Regions from separate parts of the Mus musculus genome. Here region 2 is linked to region 1. The links are chromatin contacts, called in public Hi-C maps. All regions are on one chromosome and are shown on one strand. The core of a region is the stretch at or near the end of the contact, and the rest is flanking DNA. Distances in the headings are between cores, read along the strand shown.

Region 1 (6,277 bases), core at 1,651-4,150:
GATGTCAAAGAGCCATGTGTGTCCTAGGCACCAAGAACAGCACAAGCCTCCATCTGGAATGAAAGACTATGAGACGAAGCTGAAGGCAAAGTGGGAAGACATCGAAGGGGCAAATGAGGGGCGGGAGCTGGGTGTGGTGGCACAGCCCTGTGATCCCAGCACTCTGAAAACTGAGACTGGAGGGGCTCAAGTTCTAGGTCATCCTGGGCCACTGACTCAAAACCTGGGGGGAAAGAGGCCTGAGAAGTTGATAAAGCGCTTCACCTAGAAACACAAGGACATCAGTTTGATCCTCAGAACTCTCGGTTTTTATAAGTAAACATTTAAATTTAAAAAACGAAGAGGCACAGCGTATGTGCTTGTAATCCCAGTGCTGAGAGGTGAAGACAGGTCCCTGGAGCTCACTGGGCAAACTAAACTGCTAAACTGCTTGGCAGACGCTGTCCTCTGGCCTCCACAGGCATGCGCACACACAGATGTGACCATGCACATGTGCATACACACACACACACACACTACAAGCACAGACAGACAGACAGACACACATACACTACAAACACAGACAGACAGACAGACACTACAAACACAGACAGACAGACACAGGCACACATACATACACACACTACAAACACAGACAGACAGACACAGGCACACACACACACACACACACACACACACACACACACACACACCATGCTCAGAAATCCAGCCGACTCTACATACAGTAACTCCATTCAGAGTATCCTTGTACCTCATAAACAGGACCTCAAGCAATGTACCTGGTCTCAACAGACCTCAAAGATTGTTTGCAAGCCAGATGTGACATGCTTCTGTTCTTGTCCTCATGACCAAGGACGCTGTCGTGCTCAGAAACTCTTGAATCCAACCCACAAATTATCAGCGGTTTCTGGTTTTCTTTGCATGTTGCCGGGGGGAGGGGGGGGAGGGGCTCGTATCCCCCTTCACTGTTCTGAAGCTCAGCCAAGGTTCATGTATAGGATCATAGCCTCCACTTAAGAAAAGGGAGGCCAGAACTTGGATGTATTGCTTCCCTGACCAAACAGCACAGTGAGTCCACGCTCAGAAGACATCTGACAAATCTTCCAGCCTTGTGTTGTGAAGCAAGACCCTGGCAGGCAGAGATTTGTCACAGCCTTGTGGGGAGCTACTAAAGGGGTTGCCACTTGTGCTTTGCCCTTTACTTGGCAACTCTTCCATCCTAGTGCCTGGGAAAATGAGGCCCTCTGTTTGGCCATAAGTTTGCAGCATTGGAGTGGAATTGAATCTGACAGGTAGGTATCCGTTTTCTGTGTGATGAATGGGCTCTTGGTTTCTGCCTCCTCGTCTGGAAGGTCCAGATCCCCAACTGGGGTGGCAGATTCACCAGGAGAAGTGGCATTGAATGGAGAGAGAGGGACCGACCCACAAGTTCCTGGGGCCTCTGGGAATTGGGTTACAAACAGAGTTGAGGACAAGTGAAAAAAAATCACAGTATCTTTTAGCTCAATCTAGATGTTCTTTGAATCAGTCTGCAAGCTCTATAGCCTGGAGATGTGTAGAGATACCAGCCACTGTCAAGAATAAGCTACAGTCATGACTTCCTGTTCTTTCTTTTCCCTCCTCCTCCAGCTAAGAAGGCTCCTTCCTTAATATGATCCACTCCAGGCAAAGCAAAGAGGATAAGATGTGTAGTGTGAAGCTCGGAGCCCAAGTCTCCTCTCTGGCAGGCTTATAATGAGGCCTTAGGCAAAGCCCCAATCCCCTGTTTACCTACCTGCAAAATGGGAAAGTAGCTCCCCCAGGCATGGTTCATTCTCCATATATTTCTATTAAATTACTCCACAGAATGCCACCCCTGTTTTAGAAGCTAGAAATGCCAGGTGACCATGCCTGCCCTTACTCTCCGAACCTCAGATAGGAGAGTGTGTGTTCTAGTTGTTTTTGCAAATGACACCAGGCCTGGCATCCTAACTACCAAGTCTACAAGATGCTCTGACCAAGATGGCTATGGCCTCAAGCCGCAAAAGAGAAGTCAACTGAAGGCTTTAGAGTCAGCCACAGGTCGCTCATAAGCCACGGGACAGCATAAAATCCTGAAGTTCTCTCTCGACCTTTGGTGTGCTCTTCTACAACATGGGAACACCCAGAGTTCTCCGGAGGGATGTTCAAAGGAATCCATGATATGGTTCCTCTAAAGCAGAATACAGAGCTGTCTGGTTCCTAGTAAGTGTCCAGTGATATTCTAGTTCCGCGATGATGGTGAGAAACATTCTAAAGGCAGAGGCCCTCGCACATCATCTAAAACCACGTTCCTCCGGAGAAGCTCCGGGGCCGCTTCGGGCGCTGCGTGGTGACATGCGCTTCTTGTATTTATCCCCCAAGGCTTCCTTTCGGCGGCTTCTTCCCCAGCAGCTGCTCTGTCAGGGGGCCATATGCCACCTCGCTGCAGAGCAGCTTTGAAGAAGTGACTGCCAGCCCCACAGGAGAACTGTGCAGCTGGGTTCGTGGCTCAGGGGCACAGGCCTCCATCACGCCACCGGCAGCCTGCCTGCAACTCCTTGCTGCTCTGGATGCTGTGAGCTCCAGCCCCAGCTCCACACCCCAGCACCTGTTCCTGACCCCACCCCACCACAGGAGCTCCAGCTCTGCACCACATGCTCCAGTCCCTCACCATGAGCCCCATTCCACCACCACCACCCTAACTCCCCACCCCAACACACACACACACACACACACACACACCAGAGCTCCAGCCCTGCACCCTAAGCTCCAGTAAGGCACAAGCACAAGTGGGCAGGGGCAGGAGGCCAGGCCTGGTTCCGGGAGGGGGTGCACATGGCAAGGAGGCCAGCTGGAGGAACAGGAGGGGACAGATGCCATGGGGGCCCGGATTTGTTCCTGCAGGAAGAATTCAAGGAGCTAATTGTCTCATTACCCGGGAACGATGTTCTCTATGGCCCTGCCACGCGGGGTAGAAAGATGCTCTGTGTGTGTGTGTGTGTGTGTGTGTGTGTGTGTGTGTGTGTGTGTGTGTGTGTGTGTGTGTGCAAGCGCATGCGCAGAAGCATTAGTGAGTGGATGGGAAGAAAGAAAGGGGAGGCTGGCCTCGGATTCTTCCAGATCTGTGCTGTAGAGCAACTTCTAGCTTCCAAACCTGGGAAGGAGCTGCTTTAAAGAATTCATCCTCAACAGTAGGGAAACATTCCCGCCACCTCCGTGTTCCCTACATCACCTTCAGGGCAACGCAGCATGGGCATAAACACCTCACACCCTGCCATTTCCCTTTGCCCTGAGTTTGCCATCCCATTCTTTACAGTGTGACAGTCCTTAGGTTCTGGCTTGCTCTTCAGGTCCCCCTTGCTTTTGTGCAGCAATTCTCAGCCCATTTCTGCTTCCTGCATTTGCAATGCTGTGCCCTCTGCCTGCCCAAATCAACCCATCTCCTTCAGCACAGTTGTCAGAGACCAGTTCAGCAGCCCCCCTCTTTTCCTTCAGCTTTTGTTATGTGACTCCTGTCTTTCTACATCTAATTTCAGACTTCCTAGTGTGAAAAGAAAGGTATATAACCTCTGCAGGCCCTTGACTCTCACAGTAACTTCCCACCCACACTGTGGCATCCTTGCCTCATAAGTGGAGGTCCTGGAAAGGGGGCAGGATAACCGCTGGACTCCCTCTTGCTGTGCAACCAGATGGGAGATGGAGAGAAGCTTTTCAGCAGAGCATCTCAATGTCTTCTCTGGGCGAGCTCTGGAGACACAGGACACCAGACTGTTTTTACCAGGCCAGCATTTATGGAAGCAATCTTTGAGAAGTGCCAGTTGCCACTGCTGGGCTCAACCTTTCTAGCCTCCTACTACCTCTTCTTTCTGAGCTGGTACCCTCGTATCCAGCGTACTCATGAATGTGTCAGTAGGAACTGCACGTTTGTGTGTGAGAGAGATGTAGGCACTGGTGTGCCTAATTAGACAGTTGAATGTTATTTTTACTTAACGAGTTTTAAATTTCTTTTCACGTTGTTTTTATATGGAGTGGAGTAGGAGGGTATACAAGTGTCATGCTGCACAAGATCAGAAGACAACTGGAGGGAGCCACTTCTCTCCTTCTGCCTTGTGGGTTCTGGGGCTCAAACTCAGGTTGTCAAGCTTGGCAGTGAGCAAGTGCCTTTACCACTGAGCCATCCTGCCATCTGTCTTCACAGTTTGACTGGCCATCTTAGAGCTGCAAGATGGCTGCTCACGACCAGCCTCACATTTGGGAGAAGAAGGAGGAGGAGGAGGAGGAGGAGGAGGAGGAGGAGGAGGAGGAGGAGGAGGAGGAGGAGGAGGAAGAGGAGGAGGAGGCGGAGAAGGAAGAGGAGGAGGAGGAGGAGGAGGAGGAGAAGAAGAAGAAGAAGAAGAGGAGGAGGAGGAGGAGGAGGAGGAGGAGGAGGAGGAGGAGGAGGAGGAAAGTGAGGAGGGGGGAAGGGGTTGGGGAAAGAGATAGCTCCTCCCTCAGGGAAGAAAAGCTTTCCTGAAATCCCAACAAAGTCTCCACTTGCACAGGCCATGCCATGCTCGTGACTGCCCTCAGATGCAAGGGAGACCAGGAATGAAGTTGTTTCCCTGGGCACAGAGGAATCCCAAACAATGTCAAGATGCTATTGATAAAGAATGAGAAAATGACACAAATCTGTGGATGACTTAGCTCTGACGTCCTCACTAGTAGTGAACCTGAAGCTCTATCAGACATACCCAACTTCTTTATTTCACGTTTTATCTTCATGGTTCATGCATGAAAACCATGCAATTGAGTCACATCTTTTAAAAACCAGGGGGTCAAGTCGCATAATTCTTTAAATTTGTGATTTTGAATCAGCTACATTCATAGCTGCCCTGGGTCATCTGCATAGACTTAGATAGACGGCCCCTGCCATTCTCCACCCTCTTTTCTACACATTTAGAATTTGACTTTTCACTGTGCCCTCCCCTGGCTTCTTGAGAAATGCTCAATAACCCCTAGCACACACTGTTAGGTTAAACTAAATCAGATCTACAACATCTAGCCCTGACTCATCTGAGCCATTGCCTCCATGTCTCGGTTCTTCAGTGGTTGATTATGAACCATTTACAAACCCCCAGCACAGATAGATGCATGCCCTGAGGACTGAGGTGGACTCAAGCATATTCTTTCCGACAGCTGTCTGGCATGTAAATCGTAATGCAGGTGTTTATTGCTAGCTACGTATCCTTTTGAAGAAAAGTCATCTTACATCTTTTAATAGAAAAGACATCTATGCAGATTTTTTTAAAAATCTTACACAAATGCTATAAATTTGATAAACAAATAGAAGTAAGGAAATCAGCCAGAAGTATACTCTGAGTTGAAAAGGTTTTTAAATCATTAAAGAGGATTTCCTTTTTAATGAAGAAATTAGGGCTCGAAGATCAAATACGAAACTCTGCGTTGCTTGTGCCTTAACTGAATCTCCAGGACTACGGGGGTGGGGGCTCTGGAAGACAAAGGTGGGGCTGGGTATGTTGGGTTGATGTCCTTCTCCCCTCTAGATGGTGTGTCTCAGGACAGGGAGCAGGAGCTGGGGCTTCTCTGCACCCCTAGTGGAACCAGCAGCAGTCGTGACTCCTGCCACTCCCTGAACTGCTCGAGGCACAGCGTGGAGAGACGGCCCACTTCCTCGCACGATGAGACTATACTGGAGGTGCTTATGTTTTAAGGTTCTTCTTCTCCTACCTCCCCTCCCAAGACTTCTCTTCCTACCTCTCTCCTTCTCCTCTTCATCTTTCCAATACGGGGCCTCACGTAGCCCAGAATGGCCTATATTCACTATACAATTTGACTTTAAATTTCTGATCCTCCTGTCTCCATCTGCCAAGTGCTGGGGTTAGAGTCCTGTACCACCACACCTAGGTTATGTTATGCTGAGGGTGGAATCATAGTTTGTTGACGAGATTTCTCCCAACTGACTACAGCCCCAGACCCCTGTTTTTACCTCTTTATACTAAGAATAAAAATAGCTAAGCTGAACGTGATCATGTATGCCTGTAATCCCTGCACTTCACAAGTTCAAGGCTAGCCTAGGGTAGAACCTGTCTTAAAACTACAGCACCACCACCACAACAAAATAATGATGGTAATGATGATGATGATGATAATTATAATAATAATAATAATAATAATATAATAAAGGAAAATATTCTGTATTGTGTGGTTGTGAAGAAGGAAGAAGGGAAGGGACAGGAAGTGAATGAGCCCACCCCATCATCTCACAACATCAGACAGA
Region 2 (6,277 bases), core at 1,996-4,495, 760 kb before region 1:
AGATGACATTTCCATTAGGCATAGAGTTTAAAAGTCACATTGACTTCTAAGATTAATACATTCGAAGGTCATATGATTCCATACAATACTTGTTGAGGTTAGCCAGCGTCCTGCTTTAAGTTACTCCATATTGAGTAAAATGGAGGGTTTTCGGCCTGTGCCTGGTCCTGAGACACTCCACTTTATTAGCTGCTTTTGAACTCTGTTTTGAGGGTAGATGATGACTGTGCTCTTGGATGGAAGTAAAACACTAACTCCTGCCCAGCTACCACTGAAGCACAGACTGATCAATGACTTACTCCTGAGAACAGAGAGGGCGGCATCCTATACACTTTTCAAGGTATACTGAGACCATGGGAGGATATGAGCATATTAAAATCATACCAAGGAAGCCACTTACTGGACATGTCAGACCAAGGGTGGGTTGTAACTTCCTAACCATGGGGTGGAAGACACCCAGCAACGCAGGGGCAATGACCCCCCACCAGACTATCTTCTGAGTTCTAGTGGATGTGTGCACTAAGGACTGGCAAGCACAGTTCTTAGCTTTCCTTGAGGGTCAGCTGGGTCCCTGGGTGTTTGACTTGGCCTACTTGACTGCTATCTGCCCATCCACCTATGAGCCTGTCTGGACCCAAATCCACTATTCCTCTTCTAATCTGGTTCTGTCCTCTTGTTTCTGCAGCCAACTACATCTTTGCCCTCTACCCTGACTCTCTTGTGGTCTGATTTGAACAGCCAACGGCTTGCTCTAAAACTGTTTTAGGGTTGTTACTTATCAAGACAGAATATGCTTGAATTTTTGATCAGCCCACTCCTGAGCTTGCACTGTCATAGCTTCTTTACATTGTATTCATTCTATAAACCACATATCTGCATATTTACTGTGTGCCATTTTGATATGAGAGTTAATAATAGTAATTGAGATCAGAATAAAAAAAAAAACAAACTACATATGCCCTGGCCAGATTACCAAAGTAGGTGGGATTAGCTAGCAAAAGGCTACCATTGGAACCATTATACTTTGTGATTTTATTGTCATTTACTAAAATCTGACATTGTAGAAAGCCTTAAACATGCTTGCATATGTTTCTGACGTAGTTCTTTCGAAACTGACAAGGATTATTGAATTGTTCTAATTTAGAAAATAGTAAATTATAGTAAAGGTTAGCTTTTCATTTAATTTGCTGACAATGTTAGTAAACATCTGGCAAAAAAAAAAAAAAACAAAAAACCAGAAGTGTTGGGAGCCACTTCTGTTTTGTCTGAGCATGTCTGACATGGTAGAACGAAGAGTGTCATGTAGGATTGTAGCAAAATCACTTGAGAGACTACAAAACAATGAGTGAAGTGAAAGTAGACTACATTTGAGTTCCTGGCTCAGTTGTGTTAATGATCACAGAGTGTCTTTAGATCTTAGTAAATATGAAAAATTAAAACGGTTAACTGTTTATTTAACAAGTAGAGTGCCAACTATTCTAGGTACTGTTCTGAATTCTAAAACATCATTGTGGATCCAACGTGAACAGAGTTTTAGGCCTGCTAGACCACAAAAAAACCTTACTTGCTACTTTGAAAAATGTTAAAATAGTTATTTCTATTTCTTTAATAATTATATTGCTTAACCACAATTCTAGCAGTCAGCACAGTAATAGGTATTCAGCTGGTGCTAAGTGAAAGCTATGAAATGTCATGGGTGAGTCTCAAGTCCAAAGGGTAAATCAGACCAAAGTTTAGCTTCAGGGAATAATGAGTTCTGTTCTTTTCTTCCTTCCTTTCTTTTCTTTCTTTTCTCTCCCTTTATTTTTTGAAAGATAGGGTCTTGAAATTCAAAGACTAGGTTGCCTGGGAATTTATTATGTAGCCCACACTGGCCTTAAACTCCTGATCCTTCCATCTCAACCTCTCAAGTGCTGGGAGGACAAGCATATACCACCATAACCAATCCTACTGTTTATCAATTTCTTATTTTAATGAAACTTGGGTTTGGTCAGAGAACATGATGAATGTTACATTGATAAGGCCACTGCCTTAGGAAATAGTGGGTTTAAGTATTGGCTCCACTACACTTTAATTTTGTCTCCCTGGGAAAGCCATTCCTCTAGGTGCTGTTGCTAGTTCTTCATCATTTTCTTCTTCTTCTTCTTCTTCTTCTTCTTCTTCTTCTTCTTCTTCTTCTTCTTCTTTCTCCTCCTCCTCCTCTTCCTCCTCCTCCTTCTTCTCCTTTAGCAGAGATGCTCATTTCCTTGTTGTCCCCACCCCAATAAATAATTTTTTATAGAAAGAAATCAAAGCCACTTTGTTAGTGCTTTAAAATGTATCATCATCATTAAATAATTATAAAATAAGCCTGTGCAATAAACACTCTAATTACTGCTATGCAAACGTAGTGGTGCTGAGCTCACACACAGAAAAAAGAAATTCTGCTTAGGAAGAAAGATTTGGTGACTGTGACAGATGTCAGGGGAATCAAATGTCAGAAGTGGTGACACTTGAGATGGCAAGCCAGAAAGAAAAAGGGTAAGGCCACTTCAGGCAGCAGGAAGGCTGAAGCAAAGAACTGGAGTAGGGAGAATCACAAATGAAGAATGCCTCCTAAGTAGTGATGATGTGGCTAACTTTCCAGGCACGTGGATCTAGCTGGATGTTCACAGAAGATTCTGGAAAGCTACCATACACCAAGTTAAAATCCTTTATTACTTGGTTACTTCGTAATTGTACTGTAAGAAGTGGTCACGGCCACTTGGGCACTGCGCTTTACAGTTTACAGCATGCTTTCCCATCCCTGTTCTCTTCGTTTCACGGACCCTCTGAAACAACCCTGGGTAAGTGATTGACCGAAGCCCCAGTGGTGATTCTCCTTATATAACGGAGGAAGTAGCACAGAAAGAAGAGGCAGCAGCTTGGAGGCCAGGGATGGAGGCTCAGGCCACACCTCAGATCAGGCGGGCCAAGAAAACGCAGCAGCAGCCCGGGGCGGTGCTCTCCATCCTACCCGAGCCGCCGATGCTGGACCGCTTCCTACTCACCCCTGACTCCAAGAATGGCGTCCCGGGGCCGCCCCAGGAGGCACAACCCTCACGGGGCCGCCCCTACCGCCAAGCCAGGCCACTGCGCCCACAGGAACAGACCCCAGGACACTAGAGCCCGGGAGCTCTGAAGAAGTAGCCTGGGGCTCCAGGCTGCACAGCCCTCTGGGAATTGTAGTTCCCGTCCCGGAGGCACAGAGGTACGCGGTCCCTTCCAATCCCGAAGAGCCCCGCGCACAGATGGCTTGGCCGTCGTGGGCACAGGGCTTACTGGGAAAGAGAGTCCCAGCTCTCCGATGACATGGTCAATGAAACTACAGTATGGACTACATTTCCCGACGTGCTTCGAGATGGGCAGGACCCGGAAGTGAGGGCGTGAGAGGCCTCTCTGGAAGTTGTCCCGGGTGTTCGCCGCTGGAGCTCCGGGTCGAGAGGACGAGGTGCCGCTGCCGCCGGCCCCGGAGCCCAGCCCTTTTCTAGCCCGGTCCAGTCCCAGCCGCCACCTCCTGACCCCGCCGTCGACCCCGTCGTTACCATGAATCCTGCGGTCTTCCTGTCTTTAGCAGACCTCAGATGCTCCTTGCTGCTCCTGGTGAGTGTATGTCGGGGTGACAAACCCTCCGACTGTGTCCCTGAACGCCTCCCGCCCTCCGCGAGGGGGAACGGTGCAGCCCCCTGCTTGCCTCGACTCTCCTCCGCTGGCGAGGCGTGCACCCCCGGGCACTACCTTCACTTTGGCCGTTCTTTTGGCTCCTTAAGCCTGCGGTCCACAAGGCCTGCGAAAGCACAGTCAGGGCTTGGAACCTGCAAATAGGAGAATTCGCCTTGGGGGGAGTGAGTGATCCGTGGGAGGGAGGTCACCGCTGAGGCCCCTGGAGTTCGTTTCAGTTTTGTGGACGTTGAGGACCTGCTTGGGGCACCAGAATCCTAAGGGACCTAGGGTACACCTAATGTTTTCTCCCACATGGAGGGGCGTTAGAAGCCGACAGGTGTTGGGGTCGTGTGAATCTCTCTCTGGATCCTTGAAACCGGCTGGCAAAGCCCTCTGTTGTGGCTTAATGTGATTGGTTGGAAACCCGGAACTGGAGTCTGGTTTGGTGTCGACTGGGAGAATAGGAATTTGAAAAGGTGGAGGATGTGATTATCTGACAGGCTCTGCTAGAGCCTCCTGCTAGCCTTGTTGCAACCTCTGCACCCTAGAAGCATACATAAATCTTGGTCAGTGCTCTGAACTGGAGAATAACCAGCTCTCCTGCATACCTAGGTGCTTGGTACTTCCCTGCCTGCCCAACACCATCCCATCTTAGAAAAGAATCTTCCCCCAGTTCTTCTTCTGAAGTCTATCTTGAGTATGCAACTTACTTGGCCTCTTCTTAAGGTCAAATTGAGACAAAAACTGAAGGTCTAACTCCATATGTGAACATGAGAGGAATTTAATTGGACCGTAATGACAGCATTTGAGAATACTTGAATTGTGGTAGATTCTTAGAAAGCTAAGATTAGCATCATTGAATATAAATTACTTTCTTCACAGCTTAAGAATAATAATTAACTTGCAAGAAGCTGTGTAGTTGGTTACAGGCGAAACTGAGTCTAGAAATAGATTTCTTAATTTGTAGTGTGTATTCCCCCGTATCACATAAAAAGTTTAATGTCTGCACTTAAAATACTTTTCATTCTCATTATGGCTTGAAAGCCATTTTTTAAAAAGCTATATATAATACTCTGCTTTTTTCAAAATAAAGTAGTGTAAACTAAATGAAATGAAAATAGTTCTGAAGGCTACAGTTGTGTATAAACGAGGCCACATATGTCTTCTTAGCACTTGTAAGTATATAGCAGTAAATTACTTCTATATAGAGGATCTCTCTCTCTCTCTTCTCTCTCTCTGTCTGTCTCTGTCACTCTCTGTCTCTCTGTCTCTCCCTCCCTCCTCTCTCTCTCTCTCTCTCTCTCTCTCTCTCTCTGTGTGTGTGTGTGTGTATGTGTGTTATTATGTACTGTGGCACCTTCTAGAACTGTTGCATTAATAAGAGGCCATATACTTCTTAAGGATACTAATTACTAATCTTTTCCTCAGCCTTAAAAAGAGTTGTCTGTTAGAAATTATTTTTAGGTGACTGAGAAGTTCAAAGATCAACATTCTTAAGAAATTGAAACATTGAAACATTTCTGTAGGAAAATGTCACTAGAGCTAAGTTTAAGAAGAGTGAGGTCCAGGGCAGCCAAGGCTATACAGAGAAACCCTGTCTCAAAAACCAACAAACAAAACCAAACAGAATGAGGACATTTATTTCTAAGTAACACAGACTTTTTCTAGAGAATTTATCAACCCTGTTAAATACCTAAGTGAAGATTTCTTCTCCAATAAAGCCTACATTTTCCTAAAGTCTAGTTAAAAACACATTGTGTGTTTGTCTTTCCAAGCAAAGATAGATGATAGGACCAGAAGAAGCCCAGAAGCCATTTCAGAGAACTCCTGTGAAGATGAATGGTCTGAAAGCAAAGCCTCAGAAGTTCTCATAAACCAGAAGCACAAGTCAAGTTAGCGCCCATGTGAGCATAGTATTTGCTTACTTAGTTCTAATCATTTTAAACTCGTCTTAAACTAGCTTAGCAAATATTCATAGAGCATTGGTTTAATCTCAACAGTGTGTAGCCTGTCTGACTGCTAATTCAGTCACAGTGACGGAACCTGCTTACTCAGTATCCCACCTGTCTAATGAATAATCCTCTGAGTTCCCTTCAGGCTTCAACTTGATGCCTTTCACAGGCAGACATAGAAAACTCCAGCTCCCGTTTAGCTTAGGTCATCATTTTTTCCCTTAAGTGGTTGGCTCTCAACATCCATATATCCTCTTACCATAGTAAGAAGCACTCTACCTCAGTTTTAAAGACCTACTAAGACCTTCTTAAATATGTAGGGATCATAAAATAATAGCTGAAGTTATAACACTAAATTTCAGGAATCAAATGACAATTTTTTTCCCCTTATCTCAAAAGTATTCTAGGGGGAAAAAAAGTATTCTAGACTACATCACTGTATGCCTTGAAAGCCTTCCTGCATGGGCATCAAACCACAGACTCTGTGATGACTCTTTCATTGAGTGCTATTGGCCCTCTCTCCTTTGTGTCAGAGACAGGTTGCTTGAGAACTGAAGCGGTTTCTTTTCTGCTTACCTTCCCTAGCTTGTGCTCTCTGCGCTGGTCGTGTGTAAGTTTTGAAAATGTGAGGTAAGAGAGGGATG

The links. Hi-C and Micro-C count contacts between places; a contact is called where the count stands out from the background.
Region 2: a contact with region 1 is called in a Hi-C map of cortical neurons, with 2.2 times the contacts expected there. The contact joins the promoter of Invs here to the enhancer-like site in region 1. A contact is called at or near these places in 2 of 39 promoter capture datasets (hippocampal neurons and neural stem cells), 1 of 484 Hi-C or Micro-C datasets (cortical neurons) and 10 of 115 datasets of contacts at active chromatin or transcription factors (bone marrow-derived macrophages, cardiomyocytes, embryonic basal ganglia and 6 more).

Annotation. Positions count from the first base shown.
Region 1 is chr4:47,515,269-47,521,545 of GRCm38.p6, reverse strand. No RefSeq gene overlaps it. Among named protein-coding and RNA genes, the nearest start is that of Gm42283, 24 kb to the right of the region's middle. Within about 2 kb of position 2,900, at least 17 of the 459 cell types and tissues checked have an H3K27ac peak or open chromatin away from gene starts, as enhancers often do. A contact at or near this core is called in cortical neurons and hippocampal neurons, where this site is marked.
Region 2 is chr4:48,276,728-48,283,004 of GRCm38.p6, reverse strand. Invs (inversin) reads right to left here and starts at 3,245. Exons shown (of 17, transcript NM_010569.4): 1 at 3,030-3,245. It overlaps Erp44 (endoplasmic reticulum protein 44), which reads left to right and starts at 3,416. Exons shown (of 12, transcript NM_029572.3): 1 at 3,416-3,621. The coding sequence starts at 3,565.